2 separate regions of the Gossypium arboreum genome follow, and region 2 is linked to region 1. A link is a contact called in public Hi-C data. All regions are on one chromosome and are shown on one strand. The core of a region is the stretch at or near the end of the contact, and the rest is flanking DNA. Distances in the headings are between cores, read along the strand shown. Region 1 overlaps LOC108470047 (FT-interacting protein 3-like). Region 2 holds the start of LOC108469239 (probable copper-transporting ATPase HMA5).

Region 1 (4,348 bases), core at 1,383-3,882:
ATCCAAGTCCTAAGTTTCTCCTGGTGTATTATGGTTATTATCAGTAAGTGTTTTGAAGAGATTTTGATCCATAAATAATTTGTGTTTGCTTTTATAAGCTGACTCAGAATTAGAATAAAGTGTAGAGTAGTGTCAACAGTCAAGCTTTTCAATGCTCTATTTATATATTGAGTAGTCCAATGTATCTGCAGTCATATGATTTCTATGCTTTGATGAAATCTATTTTATACCTTAGCAAATACTTTATGAATATATACAATATATCTAATAGTAAAAACTTGAAAAGTAAAAGCATAATTAGTGTAATAGAGTAAAACAATATGTAATAAATTTATTAAAAAATTGACTTAAAATAAAATATTTATTGTTTTCTTAAATTAATAAAATTTCAGTAATTTTACAATTTAGTATTCAATTGGTGGTTGACACAATTCATTCAAACTCTTAATATATATATATATAATTGAAAATTTATGAGAGTTGGCAGAGCAGTTTTAGGCTGTGTGACGCCAACCGAAGGCTTTCATGGTTGAGTGGTTTTCGGTCTCCTGTGTTGCCATACAATCTCAAATGGAAGCTTCACTTTTCCTTGGTGGTGATGGGCAAAGACTATTGTGGGTTTTTGTTGTTTGGGGCAAGGTTGCGGTGTTCGTTGGTCATTTATAGCCTCTTGTGCTAGGTCCCCTATGACCTTTTCGTTAGGCTAGTTAGGCTGTGATTTTCTGTATTTAGATTGTCTGTATTTGAGTTTTATTATTCTTTAGTCCTTTCAATGTCTTTAATGAAGTTAATATTTTCAGAAAAAAAGAAGATAGCTTCTTGTATTTTTTATAGCTATTATTTACATACAATTGTTTGTGCTTGAATTTAACAATACCTGGGTTTTGGTGATGGAGTGGGCGGAATATCATCTGTCCCACTTCATTATAAATGTATAATTTTAAAAACATGTATTACCTCTATAAATGTTGGATGCATCTATTTGCATTCCTATGTTATTCTGTTTCGATTTAAATTTTTTACTTATTATTAATATTTTTAAAGTCAAGTTCTATAAAAAAAATATAAATTTGAAGTTAAGTAAACATTTAAACATAATATTTCGCAACAACATCTAAATATAAAATATATAGAATTTTTTTATATAATACATCACTTTTATCTTTTAATAGTTTTATATAAACAAAGATAAAATGGTAATATAACAAAGTGGAGCGAGGTAGAGTAGAGTAGAGTAGAGTAAGCAATTACCATGACTGCTCCATACACATTTTCCAAAATAAAAAATCCACTGCATCCCACCCACATTCATTTTTAAAAAAAAAATCTATTCCATCCCGAGTAGATCGATTCAAATTCTATCGATTAGTTCGGATTTTTCCATATCCTTTTATTTTCAATTTGCTATTTCACTCTATCAAAAATTAAATTAATTATTTTCTGTTTTAAAATTATTTATAATGCCTTCACTAAATTTTGAATATATAATTACATATATAAATTATAATTACAATATTCTCTTAAAAGAGTATGTTATTTAAAATAAAATTCTATTATCATTTTATATTAATAGTTTCTGTAAAATTTTAAAATTATATATAATTATTTCTTCTTTATTTATTTTAATTTTATCCATAAATTATTAAATATTGAAAAATATTCTCGTAACAAATTTTATCAAAACAAGTAATTTAAAAGTCTAAAACTTATATTAATTTCCTAAAAAACTTATAATTTAAGTGTAGGTTAAGCACTATATTCTAATTAAATTAAATTATTTTATTTTCAACGAGAATAATTACCAAATCGAAATTTTAAATAAATTAATTAAAGTTTTATATTTAAAATTTATTAATCTTGGAGTAGATTGATATCATGTTAACTCTATTTATAAATATTAATTAAATTAAATAAAAAATTATATAGTTAAATGGCATAACTTTAGTAATTTAAAAAATTTAAAATTTAAACTTATATATAATATGGGTTAATATTTGATACACACAATATACCTTTTTTTTATTCTGCAATTAACTTTAAAAATTATCATATATCTATTTTTAAAAGTATTCTTTTTAATATTTTATTATACTTTTATAACACTTGTCAACTTACTGAAAGAGTGTAGCTCACTGGAGGTTTCATCTTGTGTTTCTTGAATTGGGCGTAGGTAACAGAACATTAAAATTCCCCTTCAATCCAGATAACCAGGCTATGAAAAAAAGAATTGATGGGCAACGAATGTTGCAATGTATAAAAAGATGATGGATTCTATAATATTACACACAGAAAAGGAAACAAGGCCCACCCAACCAAATAACCAGGCAACCTACCCCCATTCACCAGTACTGCAACGGTAACCAAAATTTGTTCTCAGTTGCAAGTAAATACAGAAGACAGTAAGATGATGAAACTGCTCTGCCATGATGATTTCAAGCATTAGAAGATCAATCCCAATTGGAGTCCTTTTGATATCCTGTTACAAGTAACCGAAGTTGACCAACTGAAATTGCAGAAAAGTCGTCATAATGACTACCTGAAGCATTTTCTATACAACGCACCACCCAACAATATGTGTTTCAACCTGAGGTTCAAGTTCAACAACGGTGTTGGATTGAAAAGGAAACGTGCATTCACAACACTAGAAGAGGAAGACGATCGCGAATGGGAAGCACCGAAACCAAAGCTCAAGAGAAGCAAGAAGAACATAAACCCGTTTGCCCACTGCCACCACCAGACTTGCCTCCAAAATTCAAACAACATATACTTGAAGAAATGGGTGGTACGGGTTTGGTTTTGGTCATCCAAAAGATCATCTTTTACTCCGATGTCACCCTACTGCCAGTCGTTTCTCCATACCCTTCTCCCAAGTCAAGACTCATGACTTCCTCAACGAGGCAGAGGCTAAAAAGTTGGCTTGGCTCACAAAAACCCATGCAGGTGTGCCTCTTAGACCCATCGTTGAAGCAAACAAGCATTACCTTTAACAAGTGGGTTATGGGGAACACCTCGCTCTATGTCCTCACCAACACGTAGAACCCTGTTGTCAAGAAGAACCAACTTGAGAAAGGGGACATGGTGCAACTCTGGTCTTTCGGGTGAATTCCCCTGCTGTACTTTGCACTCGTCAAACTATGACTTCCAATCATATTTGCCGCTTTATACAACATATATATATATATATATATATATATATTTTTTTTTTTTATTTTCGCCAAGCATGTTTGGTGACTAATAGTTATTGAAGTTTTCTTTTTTTTTTTCTTTTCAATATAGTTGAAAATTCACTCATTTTTTCTCTTTAATTGTTTTACACTAGATTATGCCCCTCCTTTCATTCGGGAAATGTATGACTCAATTTACAATTTTGATACGTTAAAAATAAAAGAAAATCAGAATAATTAAATCACCTCATATATATACATATGGTTTACTTAAAATTAATTTTTTGGGTAGGCTAAATCAAATAAAACACACCATGATACTATTGAAATTTGCATAGAACGAAATTTAAAATTTGTTGTTATAATTTTTACCATAATAGAGCATTCCAACCAATACGAAATGTACTAAAATGGCACCAATTACCATGCGTTGATCACTTAAAAATCGATCTATTTGAACTGATTTTGGTTCCAACATTCCGTCAACTTTTTTAGTTCTAAATCAATTTTGGTTTGATTTTCTGACATGTCACTTCATTAATTTTTTTTAAATCTTAATGTTTTTTTTTATTTCCTTTCATTTGATTGATAGGTACATGGGGAGGTGGGTTTTATGCATAAAAATTCAAAAATTAGTTTCATTAAACTGATTTCTCTCTCCACTTTTAAAAAACTTATATTAGATTGGTTATTATTAAAAAAATGCATTATTTTGAAAACAAATTTAGATTATTTATATATTAGAGTAAAAAAGCTCATAAAAAAAATGAGTATATCGGTTCTAGTTAGGTAAATCGATTTTTTTCTCCATGATCAAAACTTGTTTTATCTGGCTTTTTTTTTATTAAATTAACTCAAAAAATAATTATTTGCAAGAATGACTCAACTTTAAAAACAATGACAAGAATAACCTGAAATTAACAGTGGAGAGTGGTGTCGTCACCCTCATGGTCGACACCCAAGTTAGTCTTTCTCCCATCATTGGCTACTGGTTGCTGGGGGTTTAAAAAATATTTTTTTTGGTGTCGGCACTATAATGGTCGGCACCCTTATATATATATATATTTTAATTAATACAATTATATATTTAAATTAAATTAAATGAATAAATTATCTTTTTCAAAATTTTGTTTATCTAATTAACTATTTATTTCAAATATAAATTTTTATAATTTAATAGATAA
Region 2 (4,348 bases), core at 538-3,037, 93 kb after region 1:
GCACCTTCTAATGAAACTGCAAGAACAATTAGTGGGATACATTTTTAAGCTTTACTTCATTCACTTAACGTCATCAAGTAATATCTTTTTGCATCTGTAACAATGAGAAAAGCTGTAGTAAAACTTTCAGTCCAACCCTTTTTGTCATTTGGAAATTAGCATCCAACAGTAAACAACATGAAGCATAGCTCTTGATGTAGAAGTATATTTTTTCCCCTTAGTTTTCCCTCAGCTCACTTAAAAAGTTAAATATTATATCTATACGTAATATATTTAAACTTCTGACAGAATTAATAACACAAATTAATCCAACATCAATTCAATTAAAATTTATTAAAAATAAAAAATTACCAAATATTATTATAATAATGTTTTTATTTTTATTTTTATATTTTGATATAAAAATAATTTAAAATATTATATCTATAGTTATTATATTTAAGTTATTAATAGAATTAGTAACACAATAGACTAAACATAAACTCAATTGAAAAATTATTTAAAAAATTCATTTAAAAATAAGAAATATTAGACGCTATTGTCTTTTTATATTTTTATATAAAAATCTAATATAAAAACAATTTAACCTAGACGAAACGTGAGACAATGAAACAATTTAACAAATATAGAAGTTAAATTGATGAAATATATAAATATCCTAATCATTGGATTGACAATATGAGAAGCCAAATTTGAGTAGACTTAAAATTTGAAGGGTGGTACTTGGGATTTAAGTATATAACACGTAAGGTGGGGTTTCATGGCTCACTACCAAGCTGGCCCCATTCACAAAAACAAATTGCAGCAACCTGTAGATTTGTCGGTAAAGCATCAATAGAAGTCAAAATCAAAGGGTTCATAATCATGCCTACTTTAAGTTGTTTCTTCCTTATCCTCCCCAAGCAAAGGTAAGTGGAAATAAAGTCAATAAAGTCAAACTTGTCAAAGCAGAGAACCAAATCTTGTTTTTGTTGCTTAGTGAAAACAATTGTTTCATTGCACAAACAAACAAAAAAAAGGTTACATTTTTCTTGTCCTATTCATGCATGTCTTTAGAAGGCTGCAATTAATTTGAATATCCGACTTGATGAATTAAAAGCTAGTTGTTCTGAAATTCAATTATCGAAACATAAATTAAGAAAAACTTACGTTAACAAAACTTGGGTAGAACATAACTTGCGCCTTGTTGTTCAAAACATCAACAACAGCTTCCTTAATTCCCGGAGGCCTCTTAATAGCCTTCTCGACGGAGCCAGCGCAGGCCGAACATGCCATCCCCATCACTGAAAACATAGCTTTCGCCTCTGATCCCTGCAAGCTCGTTTCTTGTGCCGTAACCCCTTTTGGGTATTTGGGAATCGATGGATAATGAGGCCTTGGTGACAAATCCCCAGAACTCTCCTTCCTTACGCATGACGAAGCTAACAACTTTATCGCCATCGTCAAACTTCTTGCCACATCAACATCATTCCCTCTTGCATCCTGAACAGCCAAAAAAAAAAAAAACAAAACCCAGTGAGATAAATGAAAGACAATTTAAATTGAATCTATGGGGGTATAAATTTGAATTAAACCCAAAATGAACCTTAACAGTGAAATCATGAACTGATTCCTTAGAAGATTGAGAAGACATAGTATGATGAAAAACTCAAATCTCAAACTACCCAAAGAAGACCTTAGCGAAATCAGAGGAAAAACAGAAAAGGGTTTTGCTTGGAACTCAGTTTAAGAGAAGCAAAAGCAAAGCAACTATATCAAGATTTAATTTATTTATTTTTCAAACAAGGCTAATACAAGTTGAAAAGGGTACCATGCAGCGTAATTTATAGGATTGTGAGAAGACGGTCAAAACGTCGTCTGGGGACCGTGAAGGCAAATTTTACAACGTGGAATTTTCATATGCTCGCACATCGGATAAAGTGGGGCCGTATTCGCATCAGGGCTACGTCCCCTAGTTTTGTACTTTTCGGCGTGTGAACGGAACATTTTGCGCTTTGCCCATTTCTCAATTGGTTCAAACTGTTGCATTTCTTGGTTTAAAATTTGTTCAAATATACTATATAAGTCTAATAAATTTTAATTTTAATCTTTATATTTTTATTTTCTGAAATTTAATTATTCTATTTTTATATTTCAAATTTAAATCCAATAATTAACATCTTATTTTTTGGTTAATTTTATTAGTATGATATTTTGAAATTAAAAAAAATTCATTTGATAACTATGTAACTAAAAAATGACGATATAATGATCTTAAATTTAACAAAAAAATTTAAAGATGTTAACAATTCAACTTGCTTTTTAAATCTAAAAAGTAGAGAGAGTAAATGCCTTATAATAAAAGTAAAATGACTAAATTCTAAATATTCGAGGAGTACAAAATCTTAGAGCATATTTAATATATCTAATATACCCTATATAAAACACTTATCAACTCCCTAACATTGCATTTGAAGTCTAAAACTCCACTGACATAATAACAAATATTTTATATATATATATTATAATAATATGAGATTACACAAAAGGAAACAATTCTTATATGGCACAATTTATAAATTGTCATTTGTTACCATAATAATCTACCGTGTATAACTCATTTAAAAATTTAATTCAAAACAAATTCCTCATAAAAATATAGAAACAATTTTGGACAAATTTTATTATGTTTTGTTTATATATGGACAAATTTGGAATGAAAAAAATTAATTTATGACAAATTCTTTATAAAAATATATTTTCATTAATTCAATTCATATTGTTTTCTTACAAAATTCATGTTATATTTAATTTATTAATTAATTTTAAAAATTTTATATTTATTTTTCACAATATTAATGAATTAAATCTCATCTTTTTTTTTTTTTTTGTTGAACATAAGTTTAAAAATAAAGCGAGCATCATCCTAATGAAAATTATCATCAATTAGCAGTGATTGCTTAATCTCTTCTTCAAGCCAACATCTCACAATGGAATTAAAATAATGAATTGAAATAGAATGTGAAATATATTGTAAATACATGGAACTCATGAATTGAATGTAGAATGGATAGTGTCATTATTTAAATAATATGTGGAATGGAAAACTATTATATAGTAAGTAATGAAAATTGATTATGGTATATAATGATGTATTCATGAATTGAGTATTGTATGGCTAATGTCATAGTATGAATAAATGTGGTTTTAAATATTCAATTGTGTCTATTATATTTGTAGAGGCCCAAATTTGCCCGAGGCCCAACAACCCAAAAAATAATTGTTAACAGTCCATTTTACAAATCCAAGCCCAATAAACCCAAATCCATTTTAAAAAAAATCTGACCCAATTTCTATTGGGGGCCCCAATAGGCCTAAAAGACTAAACCAGGAAACCCTAGGGTTTCATACCAGCACATTAGGCGCTGCTCCTCACGTGCTGTCAGCGCGTTCAACGCCCGAGATAGGCGCCCCGTCCCATCGCCTGTACCACTACCTGCTCCCTTTCCGTTGATCCCGCTTAGCCCTACAAAACGAAAGAGAAACACGCAAAGCAGAAGCAGTAGAACATGGATAATGTATTTGTAATATTCTTGGCTATAAAGCCAAAGAAAAAAGCGAATGCAAAAAAGGGGGGATTTTTTGGAAAGAAAAGAAGCAGAGAGTATTAATCCAAAAAGAAGGCTATTTCAAAAAGGTGATTTGATTTCTGGATTTTCTTTATTTTTAGTCTATTTTGATTTTCTTGTGACATTTTCTTTTTTTACACGCAACTAAGAGAGGAGAGGGACTTACCTCGTGGCCGTGCCATCGGAGATTTCCCCCGTCTTTGGATTCGGACCCGAAATGGGGTTGAGGCCCTTTGCTTTCTTGTGTGATAAAACTCTCCCTTTTATTTTCTAAAGCAAAACAGGATTTCAAGTTGTTTTCATCTTCTTTTTTTATCTTTTTTATTGATGTATGAGAACAAAGAAAGGGAGCTCACTTACCAGGGCTTCGTGGTCATGGTCTTAGGCCATTTTTTCGCACCGTCGGCAACCAGATATGGTGGTGGTCCGGCGTCATGTTTGGGTGAAACCCTAACAGAGGGGGTTGAGACTTTTGGGGTTTGTTTAGAAAAGGGATTTGTAAGGTAAAAAAAATAATAATAATGATAAAGGTTTTAATGAAAATTCAAAAGGCACCATTAAAAGAGGGGGGAGGGAAATCAATGCGTTGGCTTGATCCACGCATTCTCACTTTAAAAGGGGAATTTTTGCGTTTAGTCCTCCCCATTTGTGCCGCCATCTATTTAGGCCCTATTTATATTTTCTTTGATTCTTTTAAATTATCCCTAGAATTTGTGCGTATACTCAATTTAGTCCACATT

Evidence for each region. A called contact is a pair of places that touch in the nucleus more often than the background predicts.
Region 2: a Hi-C map of leaf shows a contact between it and region 1, with 3 times the contacts expected there. The contact joins the promoter of LOC108469239 here to the enhancer-like site in region 1. A contact is called at or near these places in 2 of 5 Hi-C or Micro-C datasets (both in leaf).

The regions. Positions count from the first base shown.
Region 1 is chr8:9,402,924-9,407,271 of ASM2569848v2, forward strand. LOC108470047 (FT-interacting protein 3-like) reads left to right here. Exons shown (of 2, transcript XM_017771228.2): 2 at 1-97. Among protein-coding and RNA genes, the nearest start is that of LOC108470047, 7.0 kb to the left of the region's middle. Within about 2 kb of position 2,633, at least 2 of the 2 cell types and tissues checked have an H3K27ac peak or open chromatin away from gene starts, as enhancers often do. A contact at or near this core is called in leaf, where this site is marked.
Region 2 is chr8:9,496,289-9,500,636 of ASM2569848v2, forward strand. It overlaps LOC108469239 (probable copper-transporting ATPase HMA5), which reads right to left and starts at 1,788. Exons shown (of 2, transcript XM_053018194.1): 1 at 1,150-1,788. The coding sequence starts at 1,440. LOC108468129 (a long non-coding RNA gene) reads right to left here and starts at 4,250. Exons shown (of 2, transcript XR_001868968.2): 1 at 3,969-4,250; 2 at 3,150-3,878. It overlaps LOC108468130 (a long non-coding RNA gene), which reads left to right and starts at 3,539. Exons shown (of 2, transcript XR_001868969.2): 1 at 3,539-3,676; 2 at 3,758-4,158.